Regions from separate parts of the Gossypium arboreum genome. Here region 2 is linked to region 1. Evidence: chromatin contacts called from public Hi-C data. All regions are on one chromosome and are shown on one strand. Each heading gives the region's core, a stretch centred on a gene start, on an enhancer-like site or on the middle of the called end of the contact. The rest is flanking DNA. Distances are from core to core; before and after follow the strand shown.

What was found. A called contact is a pair of places that touch in the nucleus more often than the background predicts.
Region 2: a Hi-C map of leaf shows a contact between it and region 1, with 7 times the contacts expected there. The contact joins the promoter of LOC108465021 here to the promoter of LOC108465023 in region 1. A contact is called at or near these places in 3 of 5 Hi-C or Micro-C datasets (all in leaf).

Annotation. Positions count from the first base shown.
Region 1 is chr11:28,228,935-28,234,193 of ASM2569848v2, reverse strand. LOC108465023 (G-box-binding factor 1) reads left to right here and starts at 3,560. Exons shown (of 12, transcript XM_017765324.2): 1 at 3,560-3,751; 2 at 5,084-5,217. The coding sequence starts at 5,158. It overlaps LOC108465028 (serine/threonine/tyrosine-protein kinase HT1-like), which reads left to right. Exons shown (of 6, transcript XM_017765329.2): 2 at 1,164-1,296; 3 at 1,670-1,865; 4 at 2,248-2,369; 5 at 2,466-2,621; 6 at 2,695-3,181. The coding sequence ends at 3,003.
Region 2 is chr11:28,364,361-28,369,811 of ASM2569848v2, reverse strand. LOC108465021 (probable NAD(P)H dehydrogenase (quinone) FQR1-like 2) reads right to left here and starts at 3,457. Exons shown (of 2, transcript XM_017765323.2): 1 at 2,678-3,457; 2 at 1,183-1,715. The coding sequence starts at 3,234. The coding sequence ends at 1,487.

The DNA of each region.
Region 1 (5,259 bases), core at 2,311-4,810:
TCTAGAATCAAGTCGTGATAGATCATTGAAGGACTATTGTGTTCGTCATATAGTTTTTTTAGTTGGAAACATGATTGGTTGATTATGAATTTGCACTGCATTTGTATAAGCTACATCATTACTACTTTAGCTAGTTGTTTATACTTGAGATTTGAGAACACTGATGAAGTTTTAGATTCTAACAGCTTTTAGCTGATAACATCACAAGTAATATGAACCGCCGTGCAATCTCCGTTAATAGCATAGTTGACAATTAAAAGATTTTGAGATCGATTGTAACTACATTTAGATGTTGTTAGCGCCGCATGTATGTGGACTGCAGTTGAATCTTTGTTCATAGCATAATTGACGGTTAAAGGACTCATCATCCAATCGATTTGCGATAGATTCTAATTACATTTAGATGATGTTAGCGCCACGTGTATGTGGACTGCAGTGGAACCTTTGTTAATAGCATAGTTGACGGTTAAGGGACTCATCATCCAATCAATTTGCGATCGATTCTAATTACATTTAGATGTTGTTAGCGCCACGTGTATGTGGACTGCAGTGGAACCTTTGTTAATAGCATAGTTGACGGTTAAAGGACTCATCACCAAATCACTTTGCGATCGATTCTAATTACATTTAGATGTTATTAGCGCCACGTGTATGTGAACTGCAGTGGAATTGCATAGTTGACGTTTAAAGGACTCATCATCCAATCGATTATGATTAAATGCTAGTTGACAGGACATCCTTGGATATAGTGTCAAATTTCCTCAGCAGCCGGTTGTATGTCAATATCAAACAATATCGTTTATGTTTTATGTCGAATTCAATGAAGTTGAACTCCCTCGATGCTATCTTGTTTTGATATTGTTTGCGTGCTAAAGCAGCCTCTCTATTATGGATGCTGTGGTAAATGAATTCCTCATTGCCCTGTATTTTAACAGTTATGCATGAGAAAAGAGGCAAAGTTTATTTGTTTCCGATTACAAAACAATACCTTTGTGCCCATGCTTAGTAATTCTGCAATATTATGTTTAACATTGTGCAAATTTGATTGGATGCTTGCTCTTAATGTGGTGTTCTAGAAGGCTATACTGCTGCAATAAATTTCAATTTTCTGTTAACGAATAATTTGGATCCGTGACACTGATGGTTACTTCATTTTGTTCAAGCTACAAATCCAAACCTGTTGCTGTGAAGATGATTCAGCCAAGTAATCCATCAGCTGTAATTCGCGAGCATAAGGAGAAATTTCAGAGGGAGGTTTTCCTGCTGTCTAGGATGGACCATGAAAATGTTGTAAAGGTTTTTAAAAACTTACCCTTTACCTCTTTTAGTGTATGTCTAATTTTACCTTTTCACCTTCACTCTCTTCCATTTCAAGCTCCCAACAGCCAGCAACGTGTGATTAAGTTTTAGTATTACGGTTTGCTAGTATATTGCCGTATCCTCCTCACTAGCCAACCTGCTAACAGGCTTCATAAGCAAACTAAGTTGTTGGATTTGGTTTGAGGATACTGTCTCCCTGCATGTCAATGATATAGCCATCTATGGAAGATGTTCATACGGCACTCTGATATTTGTGGCTATTTTAACTTACATTATTCTCTGAAACTGCTATTCATATTTGCATTAAATTACCTTGTCCTTCTAATTCAGATATGTTTTGCTGAAGCAGTTTGTTGGCTGTTCCCTGGAGCCGACTATGATGATAGTTACTGAACTCATGAAAGGTGATACACTTCAGAGGTATCTGTGGAACATGCGCCCCAAGCGTCTTGAACTGGATTTTGCTTTACGTCTTGCATTGGGTATTTCCCGAGCTATGGAATACCTGCATGCCAATGGCATTATTCATCGTGATCTGAAGCCAAGTAATTCATTCTATTCTCATCTCAATATTCTAGTTGCTGCTATTTGGTAAACAGTTAATGATATGCTTATTCTTTCACTTGCTTGCACTGACCAAGACTTAAGATACAGCAAAATTTCATGTTTTCCTGAACAGATATGATAAACTGACTATGCTAGTAATGTCAGGTGACCAAACAAAGTATAGATTGTGCTGGAACGGAAAGTTTTCGCTGATATGCATTAAAATGCCTAAGGACTTTAGAAGCTGATACTAAGCATTTAGACATTGCAGTACTTTTTTATTGTGATTGACTTCATCAACAGACAAACACCTCAACATTGAGTGAAAATATTATGCCAGAAGACAGTCTGTTTCTTATATATCCTTTAATCTCATGACAGGCAATTTACTTCTCTCCGAGGATAGAACGTGCATCAAGCTGGCTGACTTTGGACTAGCTAGAGAGGAAGTATTGGGTGGAATGACCTGTGAGGCTGGTACTTACCGGTGGATGGCTCCTGAGGTGCTTTTCTTATAATGGTTCTAAATTAATCTAGTAGTGGCTTATCTTCCTAGTTTTCTGGTAATGCCTAACTTGTTTTTCTTTTATCCAAATTAGATATACAGCAGAGATCCACTCCCAATCGGAGCAAAGAAACACTATGACCACAAAGTCGATGTGTACAGTTTCTCAATTGTTCTTTGGGAGATACTGACGAACAAAGCTCCATTCAAGGGAAGGGATAATGTAACAGCGGCATATGCAGCGGCAAAGGCAAGCTGAACTTTCATTTCTCATGTCAATAATTTTTAACAATTTCTAACTATATCCCTTTTGCAATCCTCAGAACGAAAGGCCTTCTGTGGAAGGTCTTCCAACAGAGATTGTATCTCTCCTGCAGTCCTGTTGGGCAGAGGACCCGAAGATTCGACCAGAATTTAAGGAAATCACTGCCTCTCTTACCAACTTCCTCCGCAACTGTAGCCCACCAGAGACTACACCTCCTAAGCAAATGGAAATTGATCGTTCCGGAAGCCATGCAGAGGAAGAGTCAGTCGATACCGGGCATGTTACAAATAAGTGTAACGACAAGGGGAGGAAATCGAAGTCTTATACCTCATTCTTCATCTGCTTCGATGATTGCTTATCGAATTGATCAGGCAGGATGATGGCTTATCATGTTTTGGGTACAAAATGTACATGAATGGCTTATGCCCTTCTTTCAGTAAACATAAACTTCACAGAACTGTCAATTGGACATCAATGCTTTTTATATATATACACCTCAGAAACAGTCAAAGATATAATTAAATATACATAAAGCTTTTATCAAAGTTTTTGTCTTTTGTTTCAAGAGATGTACTTATTTCGTGAATGGGAAGCGTGGTTGGGCTTAGTCCGGCTGAGAGAGGGACCAATTTCCATCTGCTAAATGGTGAAACCAGCAGGAACCATGCCCCATCAAGTACGGCTAAATTAATAAAAAATAAAAGCCTGAAAGCCAATAAGAATGAAGTCAAAGGCGGTGCGATATAAATGGATAATGTTTCAGTGACGTGGAAGCCACACAAGCCTATACGGATAATAACCTTAAGACCAAAAAGAAAAAAGTTCAAACCTAAACGATGTAGTTTCGCTATAAAACTTGACACCCCCCTTTCTCTTCTCTTTCTTTTTCTTTCCTTCCAAACTAAACAAAGAACATTGTACTTCAATTTCTCGTACGATTTTTTTATTCTTTATTCTCAGCCGTCGGATAAGGAAATATAAGAAGCAAAAAAAAAAAAATATTGTTTATACAAATAAATGTCTTTCTCTTGGTAATATCCCCTTTTTATTTATTTATTTAAAGTGTTTCCACTTGGACTTCCTCCTTACTACCCTTTTCAACGCCATGAAAGCAGGTCTTTCTTTCTTCTTTCTTCTTCTTCTTCTTCTTCTTCTTCTTAATATTGTGTTTTTTATAAGTAATGTTAAAAGCGTTTAGAAGCTAAATTTCTTTCCTTCTATTTCTGTTCATTTATGCCATTAATAAATTTGTTTCAGGATTTCTTTCTTTTTCTCTTATCTCTTGTTTTTTTTTTTTAAACTTTGATTTATCAGTTGGATTAGTATTACTTACTCGTTCTTCTCTCAACTTTTATCTTTATATTGTTTCTTTTAAGTTTTGCCTGTGTTATGCCTATGGGAAATCGTGTGGTTTTGGCTTGAAGATTAAAATTAGCTTTTACTATTTTGGGAAAAAACAAAAAAAACCCAGTTCTTTAGCATATTCATCAGTAAGAAACTAAGAATCCATTCACTGATAATGTATGTTCTCTTCTTCTTTCTTTTTTTTTCTAACATGTGGAGAAGGTGTATGGATTCCAGCTGTAATACGACAATTGCTGGTCAACGTTAGGTTTTTACTATAATCTGCATGAAGAATTAAGAGGGCTAATTGTTGACTAGCTTTAGCTGTGGTCTATTTAAAACAGATACCGCCAATTTCTACTGATTTTTCTTTTTCTTTTTCCTTCTAATTTTTTGTTTAATATGGGAATTGTTGAAAAAGTCGGATTTTTCCTTTTGTAGGGAACAAATTGGAGTTAATTAACAAATTATTAGAATTAAAGAATTACTTTATATTTCAAGGTTGTCGCTTTATGGAAACGATTGATACTCTACCTCTATTTTGCATATGGCTAAATTAGCTACAAACATGATGCTTTCCTCTGAGTGCTTCACTTGTTAGGACAAGAATGTGTGATTTGTCTTTAAGTTAGTTTATATGGAAGTGTAAATTAACAACCTAATTTGTATCATTTTGTATTTATTCGCTGCTGGAGATGTGACCAAGATAACAGAAGATCTTTAAAAAGTAACAAGTTTATTTCTAGATTTTAGCTTTCTTTAAATGGTTTTTAAGTTATTTTGAAACTGTTGTAATTTGTTTTCAATATTTTAGGGTAAGTTTTGTCTTTTTGTTGGATCATGTGAGTGTTGTTTACAATGTTGCGGAGCATTGAGTCCGGTTCGATTATTTTTCTCATTGTAGTCCATTCATGATAATATGCTGCCTGAAATCTATTTAGATTTATGCTCCATGGGCTCATAAATGATGTTCCTACATATTCCCGATAGCTAGTTATAGTTTCCCATTTTTCTCCCCCTCCTTGTTAGTTGTGTCATTGGTAGATAATTTCTTGTGATCTCTCATCTCTGATATACTTGTTTACTTGGTTTTGGATTCACAGGTGCTTCATAAAAGTCATTGACGATCAAATTTTATTTTAAAATTGCTGAAATTAAGAAGTTTGCCAAAGTGGTTATGGGAACAGAAGAAGAGAGCTCACCTGCCAAGCATTCTAAACCTACTGCTTCAGCTCAGGTATATCATTCTTGCCTTATCTCCACCCAAAGAAAAGAACAA
Region 2 (5,451 bases), core at 2,208-4,707, 140 kb before region 1:
ATTTCACATGAGGAAGACATAGCTAGGGTTTTTCAAACTTCCAAGCTCGATTTTAAGTCCGTTTTAGCTCCGTTTTTAATGTTCTTTACATTTTTTAGATCCTCGTAGCTCGGTTTACCTATTTCTACCAATATTTTGAGCTAGGGTTTATATTTAAAATTTTACCCATGGATTACATGCATGTATTTTGATGTTTTATGGAAGAATATGAATGTTTGGAGAGTGATAAACAACTTTTACTAAGTGATTTTTGTTGAAATTGCATAAAAGGACTAGTTTGTAAAAAAGTGTAAAATGTGTGTAAGTGTGTGATTTAATGCAAATTGTGGACTGATATAGTTATGAAAATGATTCGAATAAGCCTAAAATACAAGGAAATTGAATAAAAATTATTTCCCGAACCTAGGGAAAAATCGTAATTTTGTGAAACTTTAGGGGCAAAATTGTAAATTTTGCCATAGGATGTTTTTGGGTTATTGAATAATGTGAGCATTTTAATAAGTCAAATGTGTTATTATAGACCAAGAAATACGTGGAATCGACCTTGATCGGGGAAAGGAAAAGATTGTGGACTAAGTTGCAAAATTTCTATATTTTGCACCAACGTAAGTTTGTATGTAAATAATATTTCGATCCTTTTTTTTATTATCTTTTGTTACTATATGAGATGTGGCTGCCTATAGAATGATCAATTGATGTAAACTATGAATTGGGATTGACTAAGAACGAGTTAGTAAAATGTTGAAAAGTGAAGAATTTCCCGATTGAATCTTCGGAATAGAAGAGATACAAATGATCCGTTGTGAAAACACATGTGTAGTACCAAATTTTTTGCGGACCAGCCTAAAAATTTATTCGCCCCACGCTTACGCAAAGGGTGTCGTCGGGAGGGAAGAGATCGAGGCAATGGTAAAGAAAATATTTGATGAAGGGAGAAAAATAAGAGACAGAGTGAAAAGTTAAAACATAGTGCAGAGAAGGCTTGGATGAAGGGTGGATCTTCGTATAATGCACTTGCTGGATTGATGAAACGATGTCTGTTTTTGAATAACTAGAAGGCAGAAGCAGAAAAAATCACAAAAATTAGCAAATCTAAATCATTTACAGGGAAAAAAAAATCATGCACTTAGAGATTCGCAGACAGGTTGAGTATGCCAATTCATCTCATCTTTATCCACCAGAGACAGACAAATGAAATTTCTTTTATTAAATCAAAGCTTGTGGTGAATTACACAATGGAAATTATACAAACCAAAAATCCCGATGGCCACATATGATACATCTTATTTGATAAGACAAGACACAAGAAGATCAAATCATGTACATCTTTCTCAACTGAATGGAATTGACAAAAAGAAATGGTGAAATAAATACCAATATAAGTGACATCTCTCATGCTGAGAAATGGCAAGACCAAGGACAAATTCAAACACAATTCACCTAATGAACAATCAACAAAGTATGCGACCCTCAAGTGTGGGGAATGTCAAGCTTGACAAAGCCTCTTGACCACACCAGCCATGTACTTTCCCTGATGCTCTGCAAGCCCAAGCTCAGTTTCAGTTGGTTCTCTTGTGCCATCACCTGCATAAACTCCAGCACCGTACGGAGAACCTCCTCGTATGGAATCCATCTTGAACATACCAGCTCCAAAAGTGTAGCCAATAGGAACAAACAGCATTCCATGGTGTGCCAACTGCGTTATTGCCGTCCAACTGAACCAGAGGGAAGCACAAGAAATGCATAAATCTTCTTAAATATTTTAAATACTACATTGGTCAAGGACCAAAAAAAAAATCACAGGAAGAGATAATCCTGATGTACAAATTGTATGAAAGCTGATAAGTGATAAATTAGGACAAAAAGCGCCATGAATCCTCTGGAAATGCAGAGAGCATCTTGTATTGATAATAAACCAATAAAGTATAAAATACTGAAACACAAAAGAGAAGGAAACCAATAACACTATAGAAAGAAACATCCACTCAACATTTTCAAGCCTAAAAGGCTTCTATAGATCAGATTAAATTCTCATGTCAGACAAACTTCATCTTCCAGTGAGCATAAACATCGACATTAAAATCATCTACTTTAAATGGTAAAAACCTAGCCATGAGTAAAACTGGAAGCAATTGTCTTACGTTTTAATCTAAGCTAAGAGTTAAACCGTAGTTGTTTAAAATAAAACCTACAAATTAAAGGATTCAGCATACTTGTAATAGAAAGAACAAAGCCTCTGAAATGCAACCAAAACCATCCAACTTACGCAGATTCAAGATAAATCTTAGCACTTACAAGTAAACATAAATTTATAGGATAAGTTTACTATTATAGCCAACTTGTATCTTCATCTATTTGATCTCATGAGACATCTACCATAACTTGTAACCTCTGAGCTAAACGATAAACACTTTGTTCAACTCTAGATGTCAAACTAGGTAACATGAATCATCTACGAGGTATTTTCCATGATCCAACTTTCTTAGATTTCTCTTGTGAGATAACAAATTCAGGAAAGAACAAAGGTAAAGAGAAGGAAAACGACATTATTGATGAAAATTTCTCTGCTGATGTGGAGGGGTTTGGGGAGCAATGTATTATCTAAAGTAACCAAATTTATGGAAATTGTCGACCATTGCAACAAAAACAGAGAAAGTTAATCAAAATTCCAACTTACGCGGTGGCCTCTTGGCCGCCTCCTTGAGTTCCAGTACTAACAAAGAACCCAGCTGGCTTCCCGGCCAGAGTCTGCTCCTTCCAAAGCTGTCCACTGGAATCGAAAAACGCCTTCATCTGAGCCGCCATACAGCCAAACCTCGTCGGAAACCCAAACAGAACCCCATCCGCCTCCGCCAATTCCGCCGCTTTAATCTCTGGAACCTCGGGGTTTTTCGACGGCACCTTCATATGGTCCAGCACATCATCCGGGAGCGTCTCGGGAACCCGATAAAGAACCGCTTCTACACCTTCCACGCCGTCGACCCCTTTCTTCATCCGCTTGGCCAGTTTCTCCACGTGACCATACATGGAGTAGTAAACAATAAAGATTTTTAAAGTGGCGGTAACTGATTGCGCATTCGTAGAATTCACAGCTACACTGGCAGTTTCGTGAGTTTCTTCATCGGCTTCGATGGGTGCGTTGTTGGTGGCGGTAGTGGCAGTGGCAGTGGCAGAGCCTTCGGCAGAGGAAGGTTGTCTCTTTTTGCTTGGGACACAACCTCCGCCTTTGCCCATGGAGGATTAAGGGAAACTGGGAGTAGACTTATGGGCAAAAATAAAAGCTTGAGGATTAATGAAAAGGCTTAACCTTACTTTCTTTTTGTATTCAAACTCCAAACATAGATGAAGAAGAAGATTCGCTGTTTCGCACGCTTTTTTACCAACTTATAAATATAATATCTATTTGGCTTAAACATTCAAATGGTGCCCCAAGTTATTCACTATTATCACTTTCATACCTAAAAAGTTTTAGGATATTACTTGAAATTCACCACTTTTATCATCCCTGCATCTCAGCCGTTTATAGTATATGTACACTTATTTTTATTATTATAAATCTAATCTATGACTAATCTAAATTAGTATTCAACCACTCAATTGAGTTATAGTTTAGGAAGTTTTATGCATTTAGCCTTAAAATGTATTAATATTCTTTTTGACACAATTAATAATATCGTTTTATTTGGTTAAAATATGTCACAACTCCATGTATTTTTCAAAATTAGGAATTTAGTCTCTGTATTTATATTTCATGGAATTTAGTCCTTCTACTTTTCAAATTTTAAAATTCATGTCCAAATATTAACATTGTTAAATTTGTTATTGTGATATTTTTCAAATAAAAAAATGTTCACTTGGTGACCATGTAATTAAAAAATGACTTTATAATTAACTTGAATTTAACAAAAAAGTTAATGGTGTTACCAATTAGACCTGAATTTTAAAATCTAAAAAGTAGGGACATTAAATTCCATAAAATAAAAGTATAATGAATAAATTTCTAATTTTGAAAAGTAGAAAGACTTGCGGGGCATTTTAAGCTTTTCAATTTTGCAGAAATTAGGTGAGAAAAATAAATAGTTTTAGTTGTAGATTTAAAGACTTCGTAGTTCGACGCGTGTCTTGAATTTTTTTAAGTATAACGATGTTGTTTAATTTATTAATTTCGACAAATTTTAACTTTATAATAAGTTGGTGTAGGACTTATCCTCCAATCACATCACCATTGACTCGGAGTTGAGTTGAAGCTTTGCTTTTAAATGGTTGGATTTTAATTTTGATTACTTTTTTGTCACGTTAATCAAGATTGAGTGTATCATGTTCATTAAAAAAAAAAAAAGAACAAATGAAATCACCTACTCTTTTGTCTATAAAATATTTTAGGTTAAAATACATCCATATTTCAGTAAATTTAGTCCCGATTTCAAATTTTAGATATAATTATTAATACTATTAAAATTATTTTATTAAATTAAAGTTCATTACAGTATCTCTTTTAATTATATTGCTACTAAATAGGTATTTCTTTTATTTTAAAATTTCACTCCAATGAATTTAAAAGAAAAAATTTAACTGCTTAATAATTGGATCTAAATTTTAAAAAGAAGTAAAAGACTAAATTCCTACAAATAAAAGTACAGAGATTAAATTCTAAATTTATAAAGAATACAAGAACATATGACATATTTTAACAATAAAATTTATCGTTAATTAATGAAAATAAATTATATGAGATTGGTTTAGTTGTTTAATATAAAAATTCACGATATAAATATATAACAATATCCAACTTTAGTTGTAATTATACTTTTTGTTAAAATACACCATAAGTCTTGTTCATAAATTTTGAATTACTTTTCAAATTTTAAAATAGAATTTAATTGTTAATATTATTAAAATTATTTTGTTAAATTCAAGTTTATTACAACATTGTTATTTTAGTTACCGACTATTAAATAAGTTTTTTTATTTCAAAATGTTACACCAACAAATTTAACGAAAGAATTTTTAAAGGTATTAATAATTGGACCTGAAATTTGAACTTTAAAAAATTGAGTGACTAAATTTTTTAAAACAAAAGTACAGGGATTAAATTCTAAATTTGTGAAGAGTTTAAGGATTGATGGAATATTTAATCCAATTTTGTCCATCAACAATCTCAGTTTTCTAAGTTATGATTATAATTAGTGTTGTACGAATAACAATAATCATAAATAACATTAAGTTTCTGTTTTCATACAATCAGAAACAACTTTAGTTAAAGTTGGATATGAAAACCAATATAAGAAAAAGTACAACTTCCCTACGGATTTAATACCAATTGGACATAACCAAACTTGAGTCAAACACAAAAACCTAATATTAGGTCCTATATTTGTAAGGGCTGTGACTTGTGTGATTATTACTAAATAATGCCCCTTCCTTTTATGAGAGAACTTCACCCGACCCTAT